Regions from separate parts of the Sus scrofa genome. Here regions 2 and 3 are each linked to region 1. A link is a contact called in public promoter capture Hi-C data. All regions are on one chromosome and are shown on one strand. Each heading gives the region's core, a stretch centred on a gene start, on an enhancer-like site or on the middle of the called end of the contact. The rest is flanking DNA. Distances are from core to core; before and after follow the strand shown.

Region 1 (3,704 bases), core at 665-3,164:
CAAGCCATTAATTCATGTGGTTTCACATTTAAAAAATCTCTTTTTAGAAGTAGAGAGTTGGAGCCTAAAAACATAAGCCTATTTCTGGTAAACAGACATTTCAACTCATGTGTATAAGATCCTCTTTAAAGAAACATCTCTACTCAGATACCTTATGCTTGTCAGTATCCTGTGCAGGAGCTCTTGTTCCAAAAATAAATATATGGTAACCCAAAAAGCATGTAATACAGTACTAGGCAGGCAGTAGGTACCCAAATATTTTATGTTACAGCTCTCGGTTTGGATTCTAGTTGGTGTTATTTATCTAATCTGAGTCTGATTTCTTATATATACACAGGAAAATTACCTTCTTCAATGCATTGAGATGGTGTATACTAAAATGTTTTGTAAACAATTAACTGCAAGGTATTATTATAACCTAGGGAATATAACTTCCTATTCCATGATCTTTCTAAGAAGGAGATTTTTCAAAAATCTTTCTGACTTTACTATGGATGTAGCACTTAACCTCAATGTCTGGCTCAACAAATATGCTAAATAAAGGTTTGCTGCGTGAAAAGTAAAATCCACAAAAAGACCAAAAGCTCCATGAGCTCAGATTCCATACTTGTTTTTATTTCTAAGTTCTCAGCACCTAGAATGACACTTAGGAGACACTCAATAATTATTAGATGAATAAATGTTTGCGTCCCCCGCCCCAGTTCCTCTTCAGCGCAGCTCAAAAGGGAGAGGCAGGCAGGGGCGGCATGAAAGATGATTTCTGGTAAAGGATGCTTAGAATGGAAAGCTGAAAGTTACTTGGAGACTTCATCCACTCTCTAGCAAATAGCTTGGCAGAACAAAAAGAGCATAGATAGGTCCTAAGTTCAAATTCAGTTTCTAAATTCTGCAGTCTTGGCAAATTAATCTATTAACCTCTTCAAGACTCAGTTTCCTCATCTTAAAATGAGAATAGGATCTCCCTCATAGGGTTAAGCACTAAAATGAAAGCGCCATAATAGCAGGGACTTTATTTTGGGTCCACTGTATTCATACTGATCAGGATTGTATTGTATTGAATAGTGCCTGGCACAGCATAAATTCTCAAATATTTGTTAATTTGTGAGAAATTGACTGAGATAACACAGGTGAAGTTTGTAACAATGTGTGTGCATGCAGTGAACACTTAGCAAATGTGAGCCTCTATCATCATCACCATCATCACTACCATTACTAGTATATCCGTATTATTACATTTCCTGGTCTTTGGGGAAAGATCTGTATTCAAATCTTGAATTACCCATTTACTGGCTATGTGACTTAGGACAAATTACTTAACCTATTCGGGTTCCTTCGGTTCCGCAAAAATCTGTGTTGTGAGAAATCACCTGACTGAAGTCTGGAATCTCGGGGGCACGCGATATATGGCAGCTATTATTTATTATTAAGGCCAAAAAACCGCTGAGTCCCCTCTTATCCGAGAATTGCCAGCAATCTCTCACATTAGTGTGGCTGAATACACAGCACGACCGCAAACAAGGAAGGAAGGAATTTCAGAGACCAAAACCGCTAAACGAGAAAAGAGGGAATGAAACCGGTGTTTGACAGTTCCCACCAAGAGGTGTCAGTTTCCGCGGCTGTCACCTAGTCCGACCAGCCAAAGCTAGAGCCGGACAGTCAGCTCGGTAAGGAACACAAAGGAGGCACAGCCGACGCTCAGACCCTCCCCTTAACGGTCTCCGGGCCGCTGGCCTCAGGCGGCCGCCGGACTCCCGTTTCCGGCCTTCGCAGGACCACAGTTCCCAGCATGCCTTTGGAGGGAAGTCTTTCCCGCGGGATGACTACCAATCCCGGCATGCCATTCGGCACTCCAGTAAATTAGATGGAAGAGTGGGATGACCCCATTGCCCGAAGGGAATTGTAGTCCATACAGCTGCTGGCTCTTAGAGGGGCGGGGAAGAGCCGGGTCGCTCTCGTCAGCTGAGGAGAATGATTCATAGAGGAGGGTCGGGAGAGAAGAACAGTTCTGTCTGTGGAAGCCCACTTAAAAGGCTGGACTCTTCTCCGAGGAAGGGAGAGGAAGGAGAGAAAGTAGGACCTCGGGTCTGACCCCGCCTCTGGCCGTTCGCCAGGCCTCTACCGAGTCCTGGGCCTTGTCGGGGGTGGCCGCGAGGCGCCGGTTGCTGGGGGACCCGTGACGTCGCGGGGTGAAAGTTGAGGGGCGGTGACGTCGGGCCTGCCCGGGCGGAGGCTGGCGGGTTGGAGGCAGAGGGAGGGAGGGAAGGAGGGAAGGAAGGAAGCTGGGAAGCAGCGAGCGAGCGGGGGCGCGAGGCGTTTACCTGGAGGCAGCGGCTTGGGCGCGCACAGCGGCCGCGGCTCCCCCGCACCTGCGGCCATGGATGAGGAGCGCGCCCTCTACATCGTCCGGGCCGGCGAGGCGGGGGCTATCGAACGGGTCCTGAGGGATTACAGCGATAAGGTAAAGAGCCCTGGCCCCGGGCATGCGGTATAGCACCCCGGGCCGCTCCCCCAACCCCCCTCGGGCTTGCACACCGCATCTCTCCCAACCCCCCTCATTCCGGGGATGCGCACTGCTCTCCCCCGAAAACGTTTCCGGCTTGGGCATGCGTGTTTGTGCCCCCCCGCTTTTTCCATCCGTGCATCCTGTATCCCCCTGCCCCCACTCTGGCGCCCACTCCTCTGATTCCGGCCCAGCAGCTTGTCCCATGGCCCTGTTCCCAAGCGTGCAAGTCACACCCCCGGAATCCGTGAATGTGTGTCTCCGCTTTGCGCCCTACTCTTGAATGCATAAACGCACGCGAGGCTTCCTTACCTGCATAGCATAAAAATACGTGTGTCTGTGCATCACCACGGCCCTTGACATGCATAAAACGTATCAGCTACGATGGCAGTTCCTTATATATCTACAGCACTGCTGTCTCAAGGCGTGGTGTCTCTTATATGGTCTAACTTGATTCTCAGAATTTATGAGGTAGAGAGCATCCTCCTCTCCATTTTATAGATGAGAAAACCGAGGCACTAGGAATTGAAATGACGCCAAGGTCATGGACACACTGTGTTTTAAGTGGAGGGAGACTAACTACTAACAATACCCGTTGTTTGTATAGCCTTAACAGTTTTCCCATCCATTATCTCATTTAATCTTGACAGCAATCCTGTTTTGCAATTGAGATTCTAGATCTGTTAAGTAACTTGCCCAAGGTCATGCTTGTAAGCTGGGATTCCAACCTAGGTCTTCAAACCATTCATTATTCTTTCCAATTTATAACCCTGCAGTAAAAAGCTATCTTCTTATATATCCCAGTCACTTCTCTGAATGTCTCTTCAAGAACCGTTAGCTCTCCATTACTTTTCCTTCCAGGAATTTTACATGCTGACTTCAAAAGGTAACGTACCATACCTTTGTTCTTCCATTTAGAAGACTGCTTTATAGGAAAGACTGACTACTCCCTTCTGTGAAAACACACCCAACACACCCTAGATATAATATCTTTCTTCCTTTCTTTTGCTTTCATTCATTTCCCCTTCTGTATTTGCTATGTGCCCACCACTGCACTTCCATACATTTGTATTGAGCTGCCAGTATGCCATTTCTGCCCTGTGTGGAGAAGAGCCACATTCCCATTTAATCTTTCCCTATAAGGAAAGTGGTGGTATGCCCCATTTTACAAATGATAAAATTTAGGATAATGTTGCCCTAAGTC
Region 2 (3,704 bases), core at 751-3,250, 410 kb before region 1:
TTGGAAACGAATCCGACTAGGAACCATGAGGTTGTGGGTTCAATCCCTGGCCTCGCTCAGTGGGTTTAGGATCTGGCATTGCTGTGAGCTATGTTATAGGTCGAAGACGTGGCTCGGATATGGTGTTGCTGTGGCTGTGGTGTAGGCCGGCAGCTGCAGCTCTGATTAGACCCCTAGCCTGGGAACCTCCAAATGCCTCAGGTGTGGCCCTAAAAAAGCAAAAAGCAAAAAAAAAAAAAAAGCTAGAGTAATGGAATGTGATTATAAATACTTTGGGCATGTAGTTGACTCAGTGCTGGTATGCTTGTTGACATGTCATGGAAGTTAGATAATTATGCCAATATATAATACTTTGCAGGTGACACTGTGTGTGTGTGTAGAGAAGCCATGAAATGAGTTTTGGTTTCTATTCTTGACCAGCCAATTCAGTGAGTCACTGAATATTCCTTGGCTCAGTCATAGCCCATTAATACCTTCCACTGGAACCCCCTGGAACCCAGGTAAAAGCTATTGTACAGACATCTGAATGTTTGGGGCTCATTTTTTTTTTATTCTCAAAAAGTATTGTAATTATTTAATTCCACTACCACATTGCTTTATAATTAAAGGAAAGAAAACATTAGAGCTCACAAGTGGGGAAAAACATGTTTTTATTTATTTATTTTTTGATGTTTTCATTTTTTTCTTTAGGGCCACACCCACTGCATGTGGAAGTTCCCAGGCTTGGAGCTGAATCGGAGCTACAGCTGCCGGTCTACACCATAGCTCACAGCATCGCTGGATCCTTAATCCACTGAGTGGGGCCAGGGATCGAACCCACATGCTCATGGTTCCTTGTCGGGTTCATTAACCACTGAGCCATCAAGGGAACTCTGCAAAACATGTTTTTAAAATCAAAGTAAGCTCCATGCGCTCTGACTATCTAAGAATTGGGCTTGAAAAGAACAACTTAAAATGTAAAGATTAGTATTCCAGCCACCACCCCTCAACATAAATTATTCTGACAGACCTTAGCAAAGGCCTTTTGTAAATCTATTCCTTACCATAGTTTACATAAAAAGCTCTTTTTGTTATCCTAACTTAAAAAAATATGAATACAAAGGAGATGGGAAAGTTATTGTACAGTGTTAATAGCCCACCACCACTAAGGTGTTCTTAGCATGACATTCAAATGATGACTGTAGAATCATTGCATAGCAATGTGAAATTACATTAATGATGTATGGGTGAATACATTCTCACTATAAAAAAAATAAGCCATTTGTATGTCTATAGAATAAATGAGCAACATCTTCCAACGTGCCTCCTAAACAGTTTGGAGGCTAAATTTTTAGTTCATTTCTATGCATTTCATACATACAAAATACATCCGTGCTTCTCTAGTGCCAGCTCTCTCTCCAGCATAAATGGAATCCCCGCATAATGACTGTTCTATAACTCATGTTTTTATGTTGAACACTCTGAGGAGTCACATTTCTTCATCTTTTCCTTTATATCTTCTGGGTTTTGCCTCTTATTTTAGAAGCTCTTCCCTGATCCCACTGGGTATTCCAATTGATTTTTTTTCCCCTGTTTTTTCTGCAGCATATGGAAGTTCCCAGGCGAGGGATGGAATCAGAGCCGCAGCTGCCAGCCTACGACTCAGCCACGGCAACGTGGGATCCAAGCCACATATGCAGCCAACACCAAGGCTTGCGGCAATGCTGGATCCTTAACCCACTGAGTGAGGCCGGAGATCAAACCCACATCCTCATAGATACTAGTCAGGTTCTTAACCCTCTGAGCTATAATGGGAACTCCCCAGTTGATTTTTAAATTGAGGGCCTAAATTTTCGTCCATGGTTGAGTAGGACTAGGAAGACATTTAGAAGGATCTGCCCGCTGGCCCCGAGGTGGGGTACAGAGCATGAATGTCTCCGTGGATCCTGAGCCATCATTTCTTTGGCTTCTCATAGGTGCTCCTTTGAGCTTCACCTCTCCCTGGCCCCGCCCACTTCCCCGTCCAGGAGCTGTCTTCTCTGCTGTCCGCATTCTCTCTTTTTCTTTCCCGGGGACAACAATACTTCCCAGGTAAGTGAAGGGAGCTCACAGAGGGTGAAGGGGAGTAGTAATTAAGAATGGTTTTCGCCATGGAGACCAGCCTCGGGGGTTCCTGGGGGGCGGGCAGAGGAAGTGGGATGGACAGACAATTGGGGGATTTTTTGGATGCAAACTGTTATATTTGGAAGGATGGTCAGTGGAGTCCTACTCTACAGCACAGGGAAATGTGTGTGATTGGGTCCCTTTGCCATACAAATTGAAACAACATTGTAAATCAGCTATACTTTAATAATAAAAAAAAGGATTGATTTTCTTTTTAGTATGCTAGGTGTGAAGGTAAAGGCAATTGGAATGAGAAATAACCTCCAAGTTTACACCAATTCGGTTCCGAGGAGTCAGGGGGAAAACTGGTTTTGGTGCATTGGAAACATGATCAAGCATCAATATTTTGATTCTCTCGCAAAACTGGTCGATGATCTAAACCTGCCTTATATTCAAGAACAAAAGGGAAAAAAAAATTGCAAAATCTGCCAGGAAGGTGTGGTTAAATTTTGAACATTGCGTGACTGGCTATCCAGTTTGTATCCAAATTATTTTTCTTCCTTCTATTATCTATTGCCTTTTTCCTCCCTTTTCTGCTTTTTAGGCCTTCTCAGAGCCATAAGATGGACAAGGGAGAGAAAAAGAGATGGGATTCAATTTAATCAATTTTTCTAGTTACAGTGGAGTTACATCTTTTTTGGGGGGGTAGTGGTGGGGGAACCAAGGCATATGGACATTCCTGGGCTGGGGATCTAATCTGAACCACAGTTGTGACCTATACCACAGCTGCGGCAACGCCAAATTCTTAACCCACAGTGGAGTCATATCTTATATGAGGGGATAGCTTCTAAAGGGAGAACAGAAGGTCAAAAATCATGTGCAAAGTTAACCTTGAAAATTCCTTAAATGGGCCATAAGGTCTGGGAAATAGCTAGGTTGTGTTTTGTTTGTTTTTGCCTACAGCACTGAAATAGACATATGTTTCTTAGCTTTAGCACTACATAAAATAATTGATTTGTATTTGGGGAGATAAAGAGAAAATAAAAACCTTCAAACACTAAACTCCTATTCTGTGTGGTGAGATCAGGACCAGCTACATCTTTTTCGAGGCCCAGTGCTAAATGAAAATGCAGAGCTCCTTGCTCAAAAATCACTGAGAATTTCAATTTGGCAGAAACAGAGCATTGAAGCAAGTGTGGGGCTCTACTAAGTGTAGGATCTTGAGCCATTGCCTGCCCTTGAACCCAGCTTTGGATAAAAAGCTTGGAAGGTTGTGAGAAGCTTGGAAACTGAGATCAACCCAAGAAGAGAAACCTCACAACTCGCACAGAGAGAAGAAAGGGTTAACATCACTGCCAGGGGACCAATTACCCTGCTGTGCTCCCTACTCCCTGTCAACCCCCCCCCCCCTCCCCTTGGTAAATTTTTTCTTTACCAAGCAAAAATTTTGATCTGCCCTTCGTCCTTTGCCAAAGGCAATAGATCAAATTTAGTCTATTGTGTAATTTACAGGGGCAAACTGCATTCCTGTGAGTCCTCTAAGTGATTCAAAAAAGGAAAGTTAGAAAAATTAGGTGTGATAATATATCTTCTTCAAATAAAAAGCTAATTATTTTACTTAC
Region 3 (3,704 bases), core at 704-3,203, 350 kb before region 1:
GCTACACCCATGGCATGTGGAAGTTGCCCAGGAAGGGATCAAACCCAAGCTATAGTAATGACCTGAGCCACAGCAGTGACAATGCCAGATCCTTAACCTACTTAGCTAGCAGGGAACTCCTGGAAAATTTAAAAATTTTCATGGAACCATAAAATTATGGCTAGAATTATATTAATAAATCTATGAATATTTTTCTTTATGATTTCTGTTACCATCCTTGAAAGCAGTCACCACTCAATGCTAATGGATGTATTCAATTATATTTTCTTCTAAGTTTCTGTTAATTTAATACACACAGGATTTGCTTAGATGTATGTTTTTTCCTAAATGGCTAATCAGCAGTTTTAGCATCATCCTTTCTTTTTCTTTTGGCTGCACCCGCGGTGTGTGGAAGTTCTGGGCCAGGGATCCAGGGAATTAAACATGCACCACAGCAATGACCCAAGCTGTTGCAGTGACAACGCCAGATCCTTAACGATCTGTGCCACAACGAAAATCCCCAACATCGTTTTTTTTGCATAAGCCATCTTTCCTCCGCTGATTTAAAATGACATCTTCTCATAATAAATTTCTGCTGGTATTTACTCCTGGATCTTCTGTCTAGTCCTTTCAGAATATGACATTGTCTTAATTACTGTCCTGTTATGCTCTACTCTCTAGGTGAGTTAAGTCCTCCTTGCTTTGTGGTTATTAATGGTCATATAACAGTCCATCATGTAGCTGAAACCTGGCCTCTGTTCATAGGTACCAACTAAGTCTTAGAGACAGAGATTTGGGTGAAGCAGAAAGAAGAGCTTTACTGCTTTGCCAGGCAAAGGAGGCCACGACAGGCTAACATGCTCAAAACCGTGTCCTCTCTTGAGAGGGGATAGCAAGGAGTTTTAAAAGTTTAGCTAAAAAACCCACCCAACCTAACAACAAGAACAACAAAAAACCAAGGCTGTTGATAAGGATTAGGATGCCTGCATTTTTCTCCTGCCATAGATCATTTCAAAGTCATCCAGGCTGGCCTCAGGTGGTCCTGTGACAGTTTCTGGTGGTCTTTGGGGTTATTGCACTTTGACCTACTCTCTGCAATGAAGATGGCTTACAAGAGGTGAGTGTTTCCAAGGAAAAGAAGACACCAGGTGGGCAATGTAACTCTTAACTAGAAAGTAATCATTAGCTGCAGTTCCTGTCGTGGCTCAGTGGTTAACGAATCTGAACAGGAACGATGATGTTGCGGGTTTGATCCCTGGCCTCACTCTGTGGGTTAAGGATCCCGTGTTGCCGCGAGCTGTGGTACAGGTCATAGACTCTGCTTAGATCCTGCGCTGCTTCGGTGTAGGCTGGTGGCTACAGCTCCAAATTAGACCCCTAGCCTGGGAACCTCCATATGCCACAGGTGTGGCCCCAGAAAAGACCAAAAAAAAAAAAAAGTAATCATTAGTAAAAGAAAGCAGCTAAGCAAGAAAGAAATCCTTTTTGTGAAAAGCCAGTGAGAGGAAGGGAATGGGTCAAGCAAGTCAGGGCATAAAATAATGGAGACTGTTTCAAATAGTTTTTACTGTTAACAGTTTTTCCTAATTATTAACTCTTGAGTCAGTCTTTTGAGACTGACAGGAGGCTGGGGAGGCCAAAGGAAAAGGGATCTACTTCAAAACACAAGGACACAGGGGCTTGCACATGGTTTCAGTCACACAGGTACCTCAAGTTTCTAAACCAATCCCCTCCTTTGGCAAGTTTCCTATTTTTCATATATATAGTTTTGGGCTAAACTAAATGAACTCTACACTTAGGTGGCTCAAGTGGTGCAAATTATCTGTTTACCCTTTTCTTTGAATTATTAAAAAAAACTCGACAATATGCTTTGCGGTTCTCAGTCATGGGAGAGCTGACAATCTGTCAGCTGGGGTTTAAGGCAATCCAGGCGAGACTTCCGCGCGACACCAGGGGGCGCAGTTTCCCAGCTCCGTTAACCACATCCGGGTTCAACTGTATGTTCCGACTAGATTCAGTCGGAACCTTTCTGTTACGCCTCCAATTAATTTGGGCGGCGGGGACCATTTAGGCCTCCGCGCACCGCTCACCACGGCTCTCGCGGTTCGTTTGGTGCGGGAAGTCACACGTGAGGCTTCTGTTTGCTCGTTTCTTCGTCCTGAGCAGCATGGACGTGCTGGCGGAGGAGTTTGGAAACCTGACGCCGGAGCAGCTGGCTGCGCCCATCCCGACTGTAGAGGTGAGGGGAGGGCACGCGGGGAGCGGAAGGGGCCGGGACGTGTCCCCGAGAGGCGTTGCCCCCAGAGCTCTGGTCGGGCGAGGGGGGCGGGCCGCGGCTTCTGCGCATGCCCAGCACTCAGCGCACGCTCAGAAATCCACGCGCGCCCAGGGCACTGCTGGCACATGGAAGGGGCGAGCCCAGGGGAGACGTCAGCTGCCACGCAGGTTGAGCGGCCCAGTGCCCCGCTCTCGATTTGGGCTCTTCTAGTGTTCCCGCGTTGTCAGGGGAGGACTGCCTTGACCGCATTGGAGGACGTATCGCATCTTTGCGGGCTTATAAAGGATGATGAGTTCCAGGGAGCTTAGGCCAGTTTGGGCAAGTCCCACAGCTGGTTGTGGTGGTAAAACCAAGTCGTCGGAATCGCAGACTAGTAATCCCTCCCTGTCACCAGAACTCAAGTTTGGGCTGCAGGAGTATTTTGAACGCCCGGAAAATTTCTTCCAAATTTTGCCTAGGTGTTTTCTGGAGAGTGGCCCTGTAGCTTTAATCAGATACACGGAAGTTAAGGATATCTGCTCTACAGTGAGCTGCCTGATGAAGTTCAGCTGTTGACCATAATTTTTATTTTATGCAAAGGTAATAGAGCTTCTGTGGGCCTCAAAATCTTAGTTGGCATGGAGTGGGGGAGTGGAGAAATAGTCAAGGGAGGGATTCAGGTAGAAGGAAGAGGACATTTGAAACCCAGAGGCAAGACCATTTGATGTTTTTGAGGAATTAAGTCCAGGAGATCCCATCATGGCTCAACGGAAATGAATCTGACTAGTATCTGTGAGGATGCAGGTTCGATCCCTGGCCTTGCTCAGTGGGTTAAGGATCCGGTGTTGCCATGAGCTGTGGTGTAGGTCGAAGACGAGGCTCAGATCTCGTGTTGCTGTGGCTGTGGTGCAGGCCAGCAGCTACAGCTCCGATTCCACCTCTAGCCTGGGAACCTCCATGTGCCACAGGTGTGGCCCTAAAAAGACAAAAAAAAAAAAAAAAAAAAAAAGTCTAATAGTGCTGGAGTGAAGAAAAGTAGAGGAGGAGAGATTAAAGGTGACAGATAGATGAAGGACCTGATTAGGAATGGTTTTGTTAGACCTCTGAAGCAGAAGTGAGATGCTGCTGACAGATGTAATGAGAATGACTAGCAGCATCAGTGGAACTATTGGATCATAAGAATCTTTTTATAATCATTGGGCAAATTAAGGACTTAGAGTCAGTCGGTCTGTAAGTCCCTGCAGTACACTGCTGATCTTCATCAGGCAATACTGGATTTTATTTTTCCTTATTTTATTATTTTTTAATTAAAAACAATTTTTTTGTCTTTTTTTAGAGCCGCACCTGCGGCATATGGAGGTTCCCAGGCTAGAGGTCCAATTGGAGCTACAGCTGCCGGCCTACACCCCAGCCATGGCCATGCCACATCTGAGCCTTGTATGCAACCTCCACCACTGCTCATGGGAAC

Evidence for each region. Promoter capture Hi-C pulls out the DNA fragments that hold promoters and counts their contacts.
Region 2: a promoter capture Hi-C map of fetal skeletal muscle shows a contact between it and region 1, with 9 times the contacts expected there. The contact joins the promoter of TCP11L2 here to the promoter of RIC8B in region 1. A contact is called at or near these places in 2 of 5 promoter capture datasets (fetal skeletal muscle and liver) and 1 of 47 Hi-C or Micro-C datasets (embryonic fibroblasts).
Region 3: a contact with region 1 is called in a promoter capture Hi-C map of liver, with 7 times the contacts expected there. The contact joins the promoter of POLR3B here to the promoter of RIC8B in region 1. A contact is called at or near these places in 1 of 5 promoter capture datasets (liver), 1 of 47 Hi-C or Micro-C datasets (fetal skeletal muscle) and 2 of 2 datasets of contacts at active chromatin or transcription factors (alveolar macrophages and skeletal muscle).

What each region holds. Positions count from the first base shown.
Region 1 is chr5:13,578,707-13,582,410 of Sscrofa11.1, reverse strand. It overlaps RIC8B (synembryn-B), which reads left to right and starts at 1,914. Exons shown (of 11, transcript XR_002343919.1): 1 at 1,914-2,458.
Region 2 is chr5:13,985,754-13,989,457 of Sscrofa11.1, reverse strand. It overlaps TCP11L2 (T-complex protein 11-like protein 2), which reads left to right and starts at 2,000. Exons shown (of 10, transcript XM_021091578.1): 1 at 2,000-2,070.
Region 3 is chr5:13,924,982-13,928,685 of Sscrofa11.1, reverse strand. POLR3B (DNA-directed RNA polymerase III subunit RPC2) reads left to right here and starts at 1,953. Exons shown (of 28, transcript XM_021091574.1): 1 at 1,953-2,218. The coding sequence starts at 2,147.